Linked DNA regions of Mus musculus: regions 2 and 3 are each linked to region 1. The links are chromatin contacts, called in public Hi-C and HiChIP or PLAC-seq maps. All regions are on one chromosome and are shown on one strand. Each heading gives the region's core, a stretch centred on a gene start, on an enhancer-like site or on the middle of the called end of the contact. The rest is flanking DNA. Distances are from core to core; before and after follow the strand shown. Region 1 overlaps Marf1 (meiosis regulator and mRNA stability 1). Region 2 has its middle 85 kb from the start of A630010A05Rik. Region 3 overlaps Pdxdc1 (pyridoxal-dependent decarboxylase domain containing 1).

Evidence for each region. A called contact is a pair of places that touch in the nucleus more often than the background predicts. HiChIP or PLAC-seq counts read pairs in DNA pulled down with a chosen protein or histone mark.
Region 2: an H3K27ac HiChIP or PLAC-seq map of microglia shows a contact between it and region 1, with 4 times the contacts expected there. The contact joins two enhancer-like sites. A contact is called at or near these places in 1 of 484 Hi-C or Micro-C datasets (the G1E-ER4 cell line) and 1 of 115 datasets of contacts at active chromatin or transcription factors (microglia).
Region 3: a contact with region 1 is called in a Hi-C map of bone marrow-derived macrophages, with 16 read pairs. The contact joins two enhancer-like sites. A contact is called at or near these places in 1 of 39 promoter capture datasets (neural stem cells), 14 of 484 Hi-C or Micro-C datasets (bone marrow-derived macrophages, cerebral cortex, cortical neurons and 7 more), 4 of 115 datasets of contacts at active chromatin or transcription factors (all in embryonic stem cells) and 3 of 9 other capture datasets (adipose tissue, embryonic stem cells and liver).

What each region holds. Positions count from the first base shown.
Region 1 is chr16:14,110,382-14,114,814 of GRCm38.p6, forward strand. Marf1 (meiosis regulator and mRNA stability 1) reads right to left here. Exons shown (of 27, transcript NM_001081154.2): 26 at 3,802-3,972; 27 at 1-1,390. The coding sequence ends at 1,149. Among named protein-coding and RNA genes, the nearest start is that of Marf1, 47 kb to the right of the region's middle. Within about 2 kb of position 2,575, at least 54 of the 459 cell types and tissues checked have an H3K27ac peak or open chromatin away from gene starts, as enhancers often do. A contact at or near this core is called in bone marrow-derived macrophages and microglia, where this site is marked.
Region 2 is chr16:14,474,918-14,479,350 of GRCm38.p6, forward strand. No RefSeq gene overlaps it. Among named protein-coding and RNA genes, the nearest start is that of A630010A05Rik, 85 kb to the right of the region's middle. Within about 2 kb of position 2,279, at least 31 of the 459 cell types and tissues checked have an H3K27ac peak or open chromatin away from gene starts, as enhancers often do. A contact at or near this core is called in microglia, where this site is marked.
Region 3 is chr16:13,845,837-13,850,269 of GRCm38.p6, forward strand. Pdxdc1 (pyridoxal-dependent decarboxylase domain containing 1) reads right to left here. Exons shown (of 23, transcript NM_053181.3): 14 at 1,890-1,953. Among named protein-coding and RNA genes, the nearest start is that of Ntan1, 29 kb to the left of the region's middle. Within about 2 kb of position 2,540, at least 20 of the 459 cell types and tissues checked have an H3K27ac peak or open chromatin away from gene starts, as enhancers often do. A contact at or near this core is called in bone marrow-derived macrophages, where this site is marked.

The DNA.
Region 1 (4,433 bases), core at 1,325-3,824:
TCAGGCACCCAGAGAGAAGGCCATTCCACAAGGCAGTGCCCACAAAGGCTGGCTTTTCTCAAATGCCAACATCAGACACCACAAAAAAACAAAACAAAAACCCAAACGCGCTTCCAATAGTGAGAAGTGACAGAAAAGACCACACACTATTGAGAGACGTCCAGATGAACTAACATGGACACACATCTTCACATGGAGAGCTTCCCAGATTTACAGCCAACTTTTAAATCGCAAGAACAAGGATAGGCTGATCAAACTTGGCCTTCACATTACAGATAGAACTCTGGTCTCTTCTTAGTGGCAATAGTATCTAACCCACGCCTCTTGAAGCACTTCAGCTGATTTACAATTTATACATTTAATGCATAGTTTAAAAAAATCAGACTCTTACCATTGCCACCTCTCAACACACAATGTGTCATTTAAACCCTGACTTTAAATACATGACATCGAGGCCATCTCCTCTCCTTAACCTTATCCTTATCAAACTGGGACAGACAGAGAAGGGAAGCATGAAATAACTTTCTAGAAAGCTCTTAAATGGAATCCCCAAATGCAAATGTTTAAAAAAATGGGATGAAGCTACACTGGTTAACCAGACATAGTTACATAAAAAACAAGGCACACCAACAAGTCACCTAGAAGCCAGGAACTTTCCTGTCAGCCTAAAAATGGCTCTCCTGCCACTCACTCATTCCCCAGTGTGTGACCCACAGGCTCATGGGCATGCTTGGCTTCTCGAACAACCACAAATCCATTTGCTTAAACAAATGATGGAGATTGCTCAATGGGACTCAAGCCACTTCCTGCTGAGTGATCTCTGCGAATTTCTTCCCAACCACCACAATTCACAACAGTCTAGAAAAATTTGGTGAAATATTACAGATTCCTTAATGGAAGAGTTCTTTCAAATAAGTGGGAGAAATAAAGGAAGAACATGTTTATCTAAAAGTTTAAAAATAAAACAAAAACAAAAACAAACAAACAAAAAACAACAACAACAACAAAAACCCAACCATTTCCCTAGGTGCCATTAATGAAAGTGGCTTCTGGGGTCAAGATATAAAATGAGGTTTTTAAGCCCATTTTTGTGTGTAGAGTCAGACAGTTTTCCCCCATCCTAATTTAATTCCATGTTCAAATGGGAGTTAAAGCTTGGTTACAGGTGCAAAAGAAAAGTTGGCTGCCAATTTGACTCTATTTTTGGGCTGCTTTTTGGCTGGGCTTTCCACTGCATCCTTGCTGAAAAGTGGCCTGGGGGCTTCTGAGGAGGGGCCAGGAGGAGCAGGAGAAGCTGCTGGGCTGCTGGGTGAGGAGTCACAGGACAGGTTTCCCTTTTGCACTGGTAGTGGAACTTCTGATTTTTCTTCTTGGTTTAAAACTAAAACTCCTAGAAAGACAGAAACATAAATAGATTTAGTTCTAGGGCTCATAAGAAGTACTGGTTTTCAGTTCATCTGTATTTAAAAAACAAAAACAAGCTTACAAAACCACACGAGAGCCAGGGGTGGTGGCTTGTAAGCCCAGCTCTCAGGAAGCCCAGACAGGATCACTACAGTGCCAGGCCGGCCTGGGCTACAACGTCAAGACAACACCTCAACACAAACAAAAACAAAAACAAAAATAAAACAGCACCTAGGGGGCGGAGGCGGAGGCGGTTAGATCTCTGTGAGTTTAAGGCCAGCCTGGTCAACAGAGCAAGTTCCAGGACAGTCGGGGCTGTTATTCAGAGAAACCTTGTCTAGAAAAAAAACAAAACTCCAAACCCAAACAACCAAAGCACCAAAGGTCACACTTAAACCACAGTTAGGTATTGGCTACATGGTGAATATTGTATGTCACATAAATAAAATATTTTTAAATGACACATCACTTTTCTTTAGATTGCAAATTTTTAGACATCACAGTGGCTCCCTCTAACGGGAGCTTTTCTTCCTCAGGCTCTGCTCCTTCATCCCTCTGTCTGGTGACTAAGACTCACCAACTTCCTGTGACTGTTCTGAGGCAGCAGAGAGAAGGACCTTAGTGCTCGCTAGTGAGTGCCTGCCCATTCTTCTTACAGAGGCCACATGCTTGCCATGGTGTTGACATCAGAGACAGACAAGGAAAGAGCCACTTGGAATCATGGCTACTTTAGAAGGTCAGCTGTTTTCTTCAGTTTAGATTTCATGTAGCCCACATGTGTTTGAGAAAGACAGACTTCTGTGTCTTAGATGACTTCTATGTGTAGCAAGAAACCCCTACAGGCCAAGTAATAGTGACAGAGGGATGACACTGCCCCAGCTTCTCCTGAGATGGGCAGGAACCTGTGCTCCGCAAACTCTTGTTCTTCTCTGTCACAAGCATTTGGAAGAGCTCCTGTGTATGTGTGCATAAAGGCCAACACCCCATGAAGAAGCAACTCTCCACCTCCACCATCCCCAACCCCTCATTTCACAGTGAGCCTACGTTCTTATTGGCTCTTTCCCTGTAATAAGCAGCTTCAAACTCTCCTGGCCCTATCTGGGACCAGCAGTGTCAAATACTGCCTTACAAAGACTACGGAGAGTGGAAGCGAGCCAACAGTAGAGAAGGAAGTATAGGCAGAAAAGGGAAGAGTCAGATTCAAGTGACAAAAGGGGAAAGTAAAGGCTTTCCACAGAGCATCTGGGACTCCTCAAAGATAGAGTGACAAACAGTCAAAAGGCTTTAGTCACTTAACCTGTAGAGCAGAGGTGGTGGCCCATCAGCCCCAGCACCTGATACAGGGGTAAGAAACTGAATGGACTTCACCTCAGGCTAACACTAAGTTAGGAAGTTAAGAGACCAGCATTTAATTCCAGCACTCAGGAGGCAGAGGCATAAGTATCTCTGTGAGTCAAGAGACCAGCATAATCTACAAAGCAAGTTTTAGTCTAGCCAAAGCTACAGTGAGATCCTGTCTTAAAACAACCACCACCACCAAAGAGGTCACTTTTCTTGTTTTTTTAGGTCACAGGAATCTGGGACCTCAAGCCATAAGAACCTTGCTCAGACTAGCTTCGTAAAGCCAGAATCCACTGGGACCTAAGTAAATGTTGTGTAGCAGGGGACAGGTGTTGCCTAAGGAGCAGCTGAACCTCAGACGTGGTAGGAAGGCCAGAAGTTCAGAGGACCTGGGACAGGACTCATTACTCAAGGGCTCCTCCACAACCCAGTAACATTGGCCCCTTAACTTTAGATTATACCTGTGGGGAGCCGCCCTCACATTCGCCGTTGCAAGATGGCGCTGACATCCTGTGTTCTAAGTGGTAAACAAATAATCTGCGCATGTGCCAAGGGTAGTTTTCCACCCCATGTGCTCTGCCTTCCCCGTGACGACAACTCGGCCGATGGGCTGCAGCCAATCAGGGAGTAATACGTCCTAGGCGGAGAATAATTCTCCTTAAAAAGGGACGGGGTTTCGCCACTCTCTCTCTTGCTTTTGCTCTTGCACTCTTGCGCTCTTGCGCTCTGGCTCCTAAAGATGTAAGCAATAGAGCTCTTGCTCTCTTGCACTCTTGCTCCTGAAGATGTAAGCAATAAAGTTTTGCCGCAGAAGATTCCGGTTTGTTGCGTTCTTCCTGGCCGGTCGCAAGAACGCGGGTAAGATATACCAGGTTTGTAAATCCTATTAGCAGACACTCCAACAAGGGCGGGCAGAGGCTGAATAGTCGGCACAGGTACTTTTACACCTGAAACAGTATTGCTTTTTCCTGTGTTCATCAGGCACCTCCTACACTGGCATCGTGAGTCATCTGTTAGACCCACAGACAAGTGTCCACCATATAGGCTGCAACCTACCCAAAGGCTCTTGAGGGTGTTCCTCAAACTGAATGAGATCAGCGGGCTTCAGGATGACAGGATCTGGTCTTAGCTGAGGGGATGGCAGGCATGAAGGAACAGGAGCACAGAGCAGGTCAACGGGGGAGCTGCTGGCCAGGTGCAGAAGCTCCTGCTCCATCTGGCTGGGTCCTGCAGAGAGGGAGGAGACAGACAGCTATAGTCAGACAGGCACAGAGGTCTGCCTGAGGCTTTCCTCAGCCTCCGAAGTCAGCATCAAGTAATCAAGCAGCGCATGCTCTTTCTCTCCCATAGTCATTCATTCATTCATTCATTCATTCATATATATATATATGTGTGTGTATGTATATCATATATCATATTAATATATATACATAAACAAAAACAACCAAACACGTACGCCACTATCAGAAAGAAGACTCATGGCAAACAATAAACCAAAGCCAACAGTCTGCTGAAGATTTTTGTTCTTTAGAACAGTGGACTCTGAAGAGGCCCAAAAAGGAAAAGGGCCATTGGAGGAGACACAAAATTACAGAAGGTTGGGGACAGTGGAAGGAGGCAGCTAGGGTAAGAAGCCTCAGCAATGTCAGATGCTGGAAACATTAACTTTTCTCTTAGAGCAGGAACAG
Region 2 (4,433 bases), core at 1,029-3,528, 360 kb after region 1:
CTCAACCTCTACTGTGGAAGAACCAGGCTAAGACAGCTATGATACCACTGTCATCAATAGTGGCAGGGCAGGACTGGAGAGGTGGCTCAGCAGTTAGTGCTTGTTCCTCTTACAGAGGGATAAGTCTCAGTTCCCAGCACCTGTGTTCAGTGTCTTACAGTTGCCTATATCTCTAGCTCCAAAGGGCCAGTGCCTCTTTTGGGCAAATTAAAAATAAGAAAGAGATGGGGGAGGGCAAAGGTAAGAGCTGCCTGGAGTCTGGCAGTGAGGCAGAATGGCAAAGTCCATAAATACCTGGGCTTGCGTCCTACTGTCGGTTTTTGGACATGTGACCCTGGACAAAGCTGTGTCACAAGTGTCCCAAATACTTCTTGGTAATAAGTGGGGCTGATCTGTACTGACACTGCTTATGATCTTGGGAAATGGGGCTAGTGAGATGGCTCAGTTGGTAAAGTGCTTGCCATCTGTGCAGGGGAACCTGCATTCCAATCCTCAACATAAAAGCCAGGTAATATATCCATACAAACCCCTGCACTGGGGAGGAAACGGGAGCAACGTTGGGGTTCTCTAGCCAGTCAGCCTAGCCAAGTCACTGAGCTCCTTGTCCAGTGAGAGCATAAGGTGGGAGCTAGAGCAATGGCTCAGAGGTTAGGAATGCATGATGTACCTGCAGAGGACCCAGGTTCAGTCCCTTGCACCCATATTGGACAGCTCAGAACTATCTGTAACTTGAGTTTCCGGCCTCTAAGGTCACCTGCACTCATGTGCATATAAACACAAACTTACACAATACACAAAACAAAATGAATCTAAAAAGAAAGATAGACTGAAGAGATGACTCAGTGGTTAGAGCACTAGCTGTTCTTCCAGAAGACATGGGTTAAATTCCAAGCACCTACATGGCAGCTCACAATTCACAAACATCTGTACCTCTAGTTTCTTGTGGCCTCTGCTAGCATCAGGCTGAACATTGGGCACAGACTTGTATGCAGAAAAATACCCATACACTAAAAATATTTTTTAAAGGTAGAGAAAAAATAACAAGCAGCCCCTGGGCTACAGGTGCACACAAAGTGGACACAGGCTTGATAGTCTCCAAAGAGTTGGGCTCCTCTCTCCAGAGTAAAAACCAAATTCATCATGTCCTTGCCACTGGGTCTTGTGGGCCAGGGGTGTAGGGGAAGGAGTGGAGAGGGAGAGAGCCCACATCCTGCTGGACGCTTTCCACTCGGCCCCAGGTGGGCATCTGGTTGTGTGAAGCCACTGGACCCCACTCGATGGGGGTGGGGTGGTGGTGGACAAGTGGCAGCCCCCAATACCAGGGACCCTGGGGCGACAGCCTCAGCCCCAGAGTTACAGGAGAGAGGGCAGAGGGAGAGAGGTTCCCACGCAGGCGAGAGTCCTAAGTCTGGTCTGTGGCTGGAGCACAGGAAGGTCTGATGGAAGACTAGGCATGGCTCGTTAGGAGAAAGCCTATCCCATCCTCCAAGCACAGCGGGCCTTGGTGAACAGAGACAGTCTATGGTTTTAGAGCTTTATTGTAGAAAGGCAGGGAGAAAGGAGAGGAGGGGAGAGAGAGAGAGAGAGAGAGAGAGAGAGAGAGAGAGAGAGAGAGAGAGAGAGAGAGAGAGAGAGAGAGAGAGAGAGACTGGCTGGCCATGGCCAAGAGGAGAGAAAGGGGAAAAGGAGAGAGAGAAGAAAGGCTAGAGTAAGAGGGAGAGAGAGTAAGAGAGTGAGGAGGGGCCAAGTAGCCCCTCTTATAGTGGGCTTGTATTATCTTGCTGTTGCTAGGTAACTGGAAGGAGTCTAGCCTGAAGGTCAGAAGTCTATGTGACTACTAGCCACATGCTTCTCATGTGGAGGCTATGGAGGTAGTAACTTTGACTGGAGCCAGGGGTTCAGGAGACATGAGGGAACGCCTACCGTCCCATGTAGGTGAATTATCACCCATCAGGTTCTACCGGGGTTCACAACCTCAGCTCGACTGGAGACCAGACTGTGCATAGCCCATTACCCCACAGGGTCTCATAGTGGAGGATCAGAGAATGTGGATGACAACCAGCCTCTCTTCCATTTCCAAAACTGGAGGGGACACTTGTGTCCCCCTCACATTCCATTTTCAAAGTCAGCTATGTGCTTAGCCACAACCAGAATAGAAAGGAAGCAAAGAGCACGCTGCTCAAAGGATGTTTTCTTCATGTCTTCCTCCCCAGTGCTCTAAGGTCTGGAGAGTGAGGAAGTGAGACTGGGCGCTGGCTTGGTCTGAGTTGGTCTAGGTGAGTATGAGGAGTGAAGAATACCCTCAAGAGGGAGAAGTGAACTGTGTGTACCACACCTCAAGACCATGCCCTAGGCACATGTATACTGCCATTGTTGCCCCTCACTGAAACCATCAGTTTGCCTTAGAGCAGTGCGGTTAGGGATCCCCTACCATAAGACTCAGCACCATCTAGACCCTGTTGACTCCACGTGAATCGTGTCTGCAGGGTGTGTTTCTGAGCCTCAGTTGCAGGGCAGATCTTCAACAGTCTTCAGTGCTCCCTGAGGGAAGAGCTGGGATAGGGCACTGGGTTCTGGGGTCAAGTTTTATCTGCCCAGTAAAGAGCTGCTAAAACAATCAAATTCTCAGATCAAGACTTCAGAGTACAGGAGAAAAGGGAGGTCCTGGGCTCTCCTAATGTCGGCCCTTGGCCATCCCACCCAGCCACGCTGTCTTCTGCCCTGCAGCCATACCGACTCCATGCATACATGAGTCAATGTAATTGCTGCCACATCCTCCTGTGTCTTCTTCCAGTTCCTGTTCAAGCTGACGTTGTTTCACGAGCTTCTGCTGTGTTTCTTTCAGGCCCAGTGACGTCTAAAGCACCTTCTGCAGCTCCCATACAGAGTGTAGGTCCATTGTTACTAGGGCCCCTTGAATGTGACATATCTGGGAACTGTAGATGCTGCCATGGTGCCATAGAGGTCAGTGCCTTGACACTGAGACCATTTATCAGAATGACTGTATTATCTAATGCTTCCTGTGCCTGGTTCACCCAGTCAGTATTGAGTGTCTTTGTTTCGCACTGTGTAAAATTCTGGAGGCACAGTAGACAAACGTGTAACTTCTCAAGCAATTCTTTCAGTTCAAGAAAGAAAGGAAGCTTGCCCCTAGTCTCCGCCTTTGAGGAAGTAGTCTAGGGCAGAAGTCAGTTCTGGGTATGTGCTGAGGAAGTTAGGAAGGTGGATTGCTGGAAAGGTGGGCTGCTGGGAAGAGATTGACATTAAACTTCTCTGGCCTCAGTTTTCTGTCAAAGGGATTTGGTACTGTCAGTATAGCCTTAGAGAAGCGGGAAGGAAGGGTTGGTGCCTGCCTTGGGCTGAATTGCCTGAATGGGCTATGCTACCTGCGTTTACATCCATGCCTGGCACACAGCTGTAGATGTAGTGAGGAAGACAACTCTGGTGTAGCTGAGACATCTTAAGTGCCAAATCAGGGGGTGACTCAGTATTTGTCCTGCATGGGTTCTATTCCCAGCACCACTGGAAAAAAGAAAAGGAAAGGAAAAAGAAAAAAAAAGGCCTACAGTGACATGTAGAGGGTTAGGCCTGCTGGGGCTGATTCCTGTTCCTGCCACCAGCTGGTTCCTATAGCAGGCGAGCTTGGTTTGAGGGATTAGTGGCTAATCACCCTACTGACTTACCTGGTCTTCCCATGTGCCAGCCACTCTATGGCCCAGGCTCTATTCCTAGACCAATGCGAGGCTGGACTTACAAACATAGCAGCCTCTGCCTGAGTCTAAGCATTGGAGAGTCTGGCTGAGTGCTGTGGTGCCCCATCTCTGCTTCTTCCAGAGCAGAATTGACAACAGGACCACTGTACCTGGGTGATTAGAAGCCCAAGAGCAAGTTTCTCCTTGGTCACTGGGCACCTTGTATCCCCAATTTCTAGTTTCAGTTTCCTCTTCTGCGCAACAAAGGCAGCTGTAGTGATGAGGTTTTGCCATGTGGAAAGACCTGATTGATCTCTTGGTCTTACTCACAAAAAGCCTTAAAACTCTGTAACAGGGTGGGCCATCAGAGAAACCTCAGGATGGGTGGGGTAAAAGCAGGCCCTGTATCCTAGAAGCAGGTAGGAGTCCTTTTCTGACCCCAACATAGTAATTGCCCATGTATCACTGAGTAATGGATAGTGCTAGGGCAGATTAGATCAGTGACTGGATCCAGGGATCATGGATATATGTGCGAATTGCTTTGTCACAGTGACAGAGGGACATCTCTACGTAGAACCCAAGGATACTGCTCATCATACTTAGTATGCACAGGACCCATCATCCCTGGCCTGCAGCTGACAATGGCAGTGGTGGCTAAGTAACAGTGATGAATCAAGATGGGTATAGTGGTACAAGCCTATATTGTTCCAGCACTCTAGGTGCTGAGACAGGAGGAATTCG
Region 3 (4,433 bases), core at 1,290-3,789, 260 kb before region 1:
GAGCTCAAGAGATCTGCCTGCCTCAGCCTCCCAAGTGTTGAGTTTAAAGGCATGTACCTCCAATGTCCATAGGATTCTTAATTTTCTTTTTTAAAAATAATTTCAACACCAGCCTGGTGGTGCACATCTATAAAATCTCACTCAGCCTTTAGTAAAGCTAAGGCCAAAGGGCTGTTATGAATTCAAGGCCAGCCTGGGTCCCAGGGGAAGATTGTATCTTAAAAAAAGAAAAGTTCCCTTTCAAGGAATTTCAAATGGAATAAAAAAAAATGTAAATACACCATAAAGAAAATAAACCCCACTATGTATCAAGCTAAAGCCACTGAAAAGTGGTAGTGCTCTGATAGAAGGTAATGGAGCCTATGCAGACAGGAAGGTGAGCATTCAGTGGAAACAGTAATAAAAGCAGTAGGGGGAAGGGTCTGAAGCAGGAGGACTGCTACAAGCTAAAGCTAGCCAGGCCTACAGAATGAGATCCTGTCTCAAACAAAGAAAAAAAGAGAAAGAAAAGGGATGAAGAGATGCGTATTTGAAGCAGCAACACCACAGCCACATTTAAGGAGAGAGTAGTGTTTCTAGGAACAAGGAAAGGGCCAGTGTGACTAAGGAAGGGGCCAATGATGGAAGCAGCAGCGATCAGGAAGGAGGCAGACCTGACAGCAGAGCCTTGTGGGTGTGGTGCGGAGCCCTAGATGCTGATGGCTGCCAGCAGGCTGACATGACTTGTAATGTTCACTAATTTCTATGCAGAGTTTCTTGGAAGAAACTGTGTGCAATATGGGAATGACAGTGTCACCTAGATGAAAGTTAATGTGCCTTGGACTAGGCTGGTGGCATGCTGGTCATTTTTTGTCCTTCCCCCCGCCCCCCTGCAGTATTGAGGATTAAAACCCAGTGTCATCTGAATGCTAAAAATTTCTATATTCCCAACATAGTCCATTCTTTAAAAACAGAGTTCTTTTTTTTTTTTGGACAGGGTGTCTCTGTGTAGGCTTGGCTGTTTTCTAGTTCTAACTTGATCTCAAACTCAGAAATTCTGTGCCTCTGGCTCTCCAGTACTGAGATTGTAAGAGTGTGTCACTTCACCAGGCTGAAAGAGATTCTTAAGCCCAGCATTCAGGAGGCACAGGCAGGTTACTCATTGTGAGTTTCAGGCTAATCTAGTTTATAAAGCAAGTTCCAGGCCAGCCTGAACAAGATGGTAGGGTAGGGGAGGAGGGTAGGGGAGGAGAGAGAGTGAGAGGAAGAAGAGGAGACAGAGACAGACAGACAGATGGACTCTTAGATCTATTCTCCTATATCACAATACTTGAGAAGCAGCTTAGGGGCTGAAAGCTAGCAGGGGAATAAGAGGTTTGAAGTCCACACCTTTCCTTCCTCAATGTGACTCCTAAAACCATGCCTAGAAATACAATAGCTTATTTACAGTTTTTAAAAAGTCACTCTCCTTAAAGGAATTTTGAAAGCAAAGCCAATGTTGTAAGTTAGCGACTCTTCTTTCTAAGCACTGCCCTTTAGCTGGCTCAGCCCAGGCTATGTGGTAGGGTTGCAGAGTCTTTGGTTTAGTCACAGGCACTTAGCGTGCTTGTGGAAACTGTTATACTTTTCCATGAGTGAAGACTTTATCAATAAAAAAATAAAAACATATAGAACTTAATTTTATATGATATTAAATTTAAAGCCATGAACACACACACACACACACACACACATCTTACACACAGTTTGGTTTTTTGAGACAGGGTTTCTCTGTGTAGCCCTGGCTATACTGGAATTCACTCTGTAGATCAGGCTAGTATCCCAGCTCACAGCCTGCCTCTGTCTCCCTAGTGCTAGGATTAAAGGCCTATACCTCCACACCTGGCATAAAAAAATTTTTAATCACCTACCTGAGGCTGGTAATTCCTGGAAAAACCTGAACACCACTACTGGAGAACTGAGCTCATCTTCCACCTGCAAAAAGAGAACTGTGCTGTTACAACACTGAAGATAGGGCTAAACATCAGCGGGATAAGACAGTATCTTTGGAAAGAAAATAGGCAGAAATGCTGCTTATACACAAACATTAAAAGGCTCAAAGGGTGTAACTGGCCTGAGGTGACCAATGAAAATGATGGTCCCTCCCTCTCTTGACCCAACAGACTCTATGAAGTCATGCATAAACGAGCAACTTAAAAAAAAAAAGTGTATGAGTTAACCAAGTTATGCTTGGTACCCACAGAGGCCCGAAAAGGATACTGGATATCCTGGAAATGGAGTTTCAGAATAGTGTGAGCCATTATATAGGTGCTGAGAACCAAACCTGGGTCTTTTGCAAGAAAAGCAACTGTTCCTAACTGCAGAGTCATTTCTTCAGCCTAAATCAAGAACTTTTTATACTCAGGAATTTAAAAGAAAATCTTTCATTATCTTTTATAACAGAACAATATGAGCAATGCTCATACTGGCAGCTTAAAAACTACCAGGGTATTGTCAGACGAGTGGCTCAATGTCTCTCCTAATAGATGACAATGATAACACTGCAGAGTAGACTGCATTACTCTGGCATCATGTACTTCCCTCTCCACAGTCAGCCAACCACCAGGCTTTACCACACAACCAAGCAACAATCTGAGGCAGGCTTTTTTGTTGGGATCAGCTCTGGGGATGCTTTCTTTCAGTATTTAACAGTTGTAATCTATCACTGAAGCTTTGAATCCTTTTGTAATTAAATTATGCTGTGGCTGATAAACTTATCAGTAAAACCACAACAAGGAAGTTTCTATGCACACACAGGAAGCAGCTGGCCCATCGATTTTTCTAACTTTTTTTAGGTTATTGTTTTGAGAGAGAAGGTTTTACTGTGTAGCTGGCCTGGAACTCAGTATGTAAACCAGGCTGGTCTTGAACTTAAGAGTAATCGCCCTGCTTCTGTCTCCCAAGTGCTGAGATTAAAGGTGTGTACTACCAGGCCTGGCTCTACTAATACTCTAAGGAGATAAGTGGATGACATTCTGATTAGGCAAGGGTTACATTTACATTTGCTAATTATTTGTGGAGCTGGGTACTTATAATGCTTTCATATCTCTCATCTCTAACTTTCTTTTTTAAAAAGATTTATTTTATGTATATGAGTACACTGTAGCTGTACAGATGGTTGTGAGCCTTCATGTGGTGTTGGGAATTGGATTTTAGGACCTCTGCTTACTTCTGTCAACTTCACTCGTTCAGTCCCTGCTTGCTCTGGCCCAAAGATTTTATTTATTATCTTACATAAGTACCCTGTAGCTGACTTCAGACCAGAAGAGGGTGACAGATCTCATTACAGGTGGTTGTGAGCCACCACATGGCTGCTGGGATTTGAACTTAGGACCTTCGGAAGAGCAGTCAGTGCTTTTACTCGCTGAGCCATCTTGCCAGCCCCTCTAACTTTCATATAAACAAAATTATTAGTGCCTTTACGGGAATAAGGATTTATTGTTTAAGCAGAACGGGTAAGTTCCACAAGCATGGAGGAACTAAAAAGTCACATAACAGAAGGGCCTGGACATGTCTTCAGTCTCTAAAAGAACACAGGGGCCATCCCAGACTAATCCCCAGCAAAACTTTCAATTACCATAGATGAGGAAAACAAGATATTCCATAACAAAGTCAAATCCAGCCCTACAGAAGGTACGAGAAGGAAAACACCAACACAAGGAGGTTAACTGCAAGTCACAAAGCAGGAAATAATCTCACACCAGCAAAGCCAAAAGAGAAGTGTACAATGCAAAACGAAGCAAACAAACCAAGAGGAGTAGACAGTAAGACATAACCAACTTAGGGCTGACAGCAATAAACTAGAAACAAAGAATCAAAGAAACAAAGAGAGAAAATCAACTAGACAAACCCTTATCCAAATCAACTAAAAGACAGAGCATCCAAATTAACAAAATCAGAGACGAAAATAACAAGTCAAAGGATGATTAGGTCATACTTAAAAAACTTGTATTCCACAAAATTGGAAAATCTAAAAGAAATGGACAATTTTCTTGATAGAAACCACTTATCAAAGTTAAATCAAGATCAGATAAACAATTTAAATAGACTTACAACCCCGAAGGAAATAGAAATAGTCATTAAAAGTCTTTCAACCAAAAAGAGCCTTTGGCCAGACAGGTTGAGGGCAGGATTTTACTAGACTTTCAAAGAAGAGCTAATACCCATACTCCTTAAATTATTCCACAAAACAGAAACAGAAGAAACGCTGCAAGACTCATTTTATGGGGCTTCAGTCACCCTGATACCCAAACTACACAAGAATTCATCAGAAAAAGAGAATTACAGACCAATTTCCTTCATGAACATTGATGCAAAAGTACTCAATAAAATGCTCGAAAACTGAATCCAAGAACACATCAAAAAGATCAAGTAGGGCTTCATCCCAGAGATGTAGGGATGGTTCAACATATGAA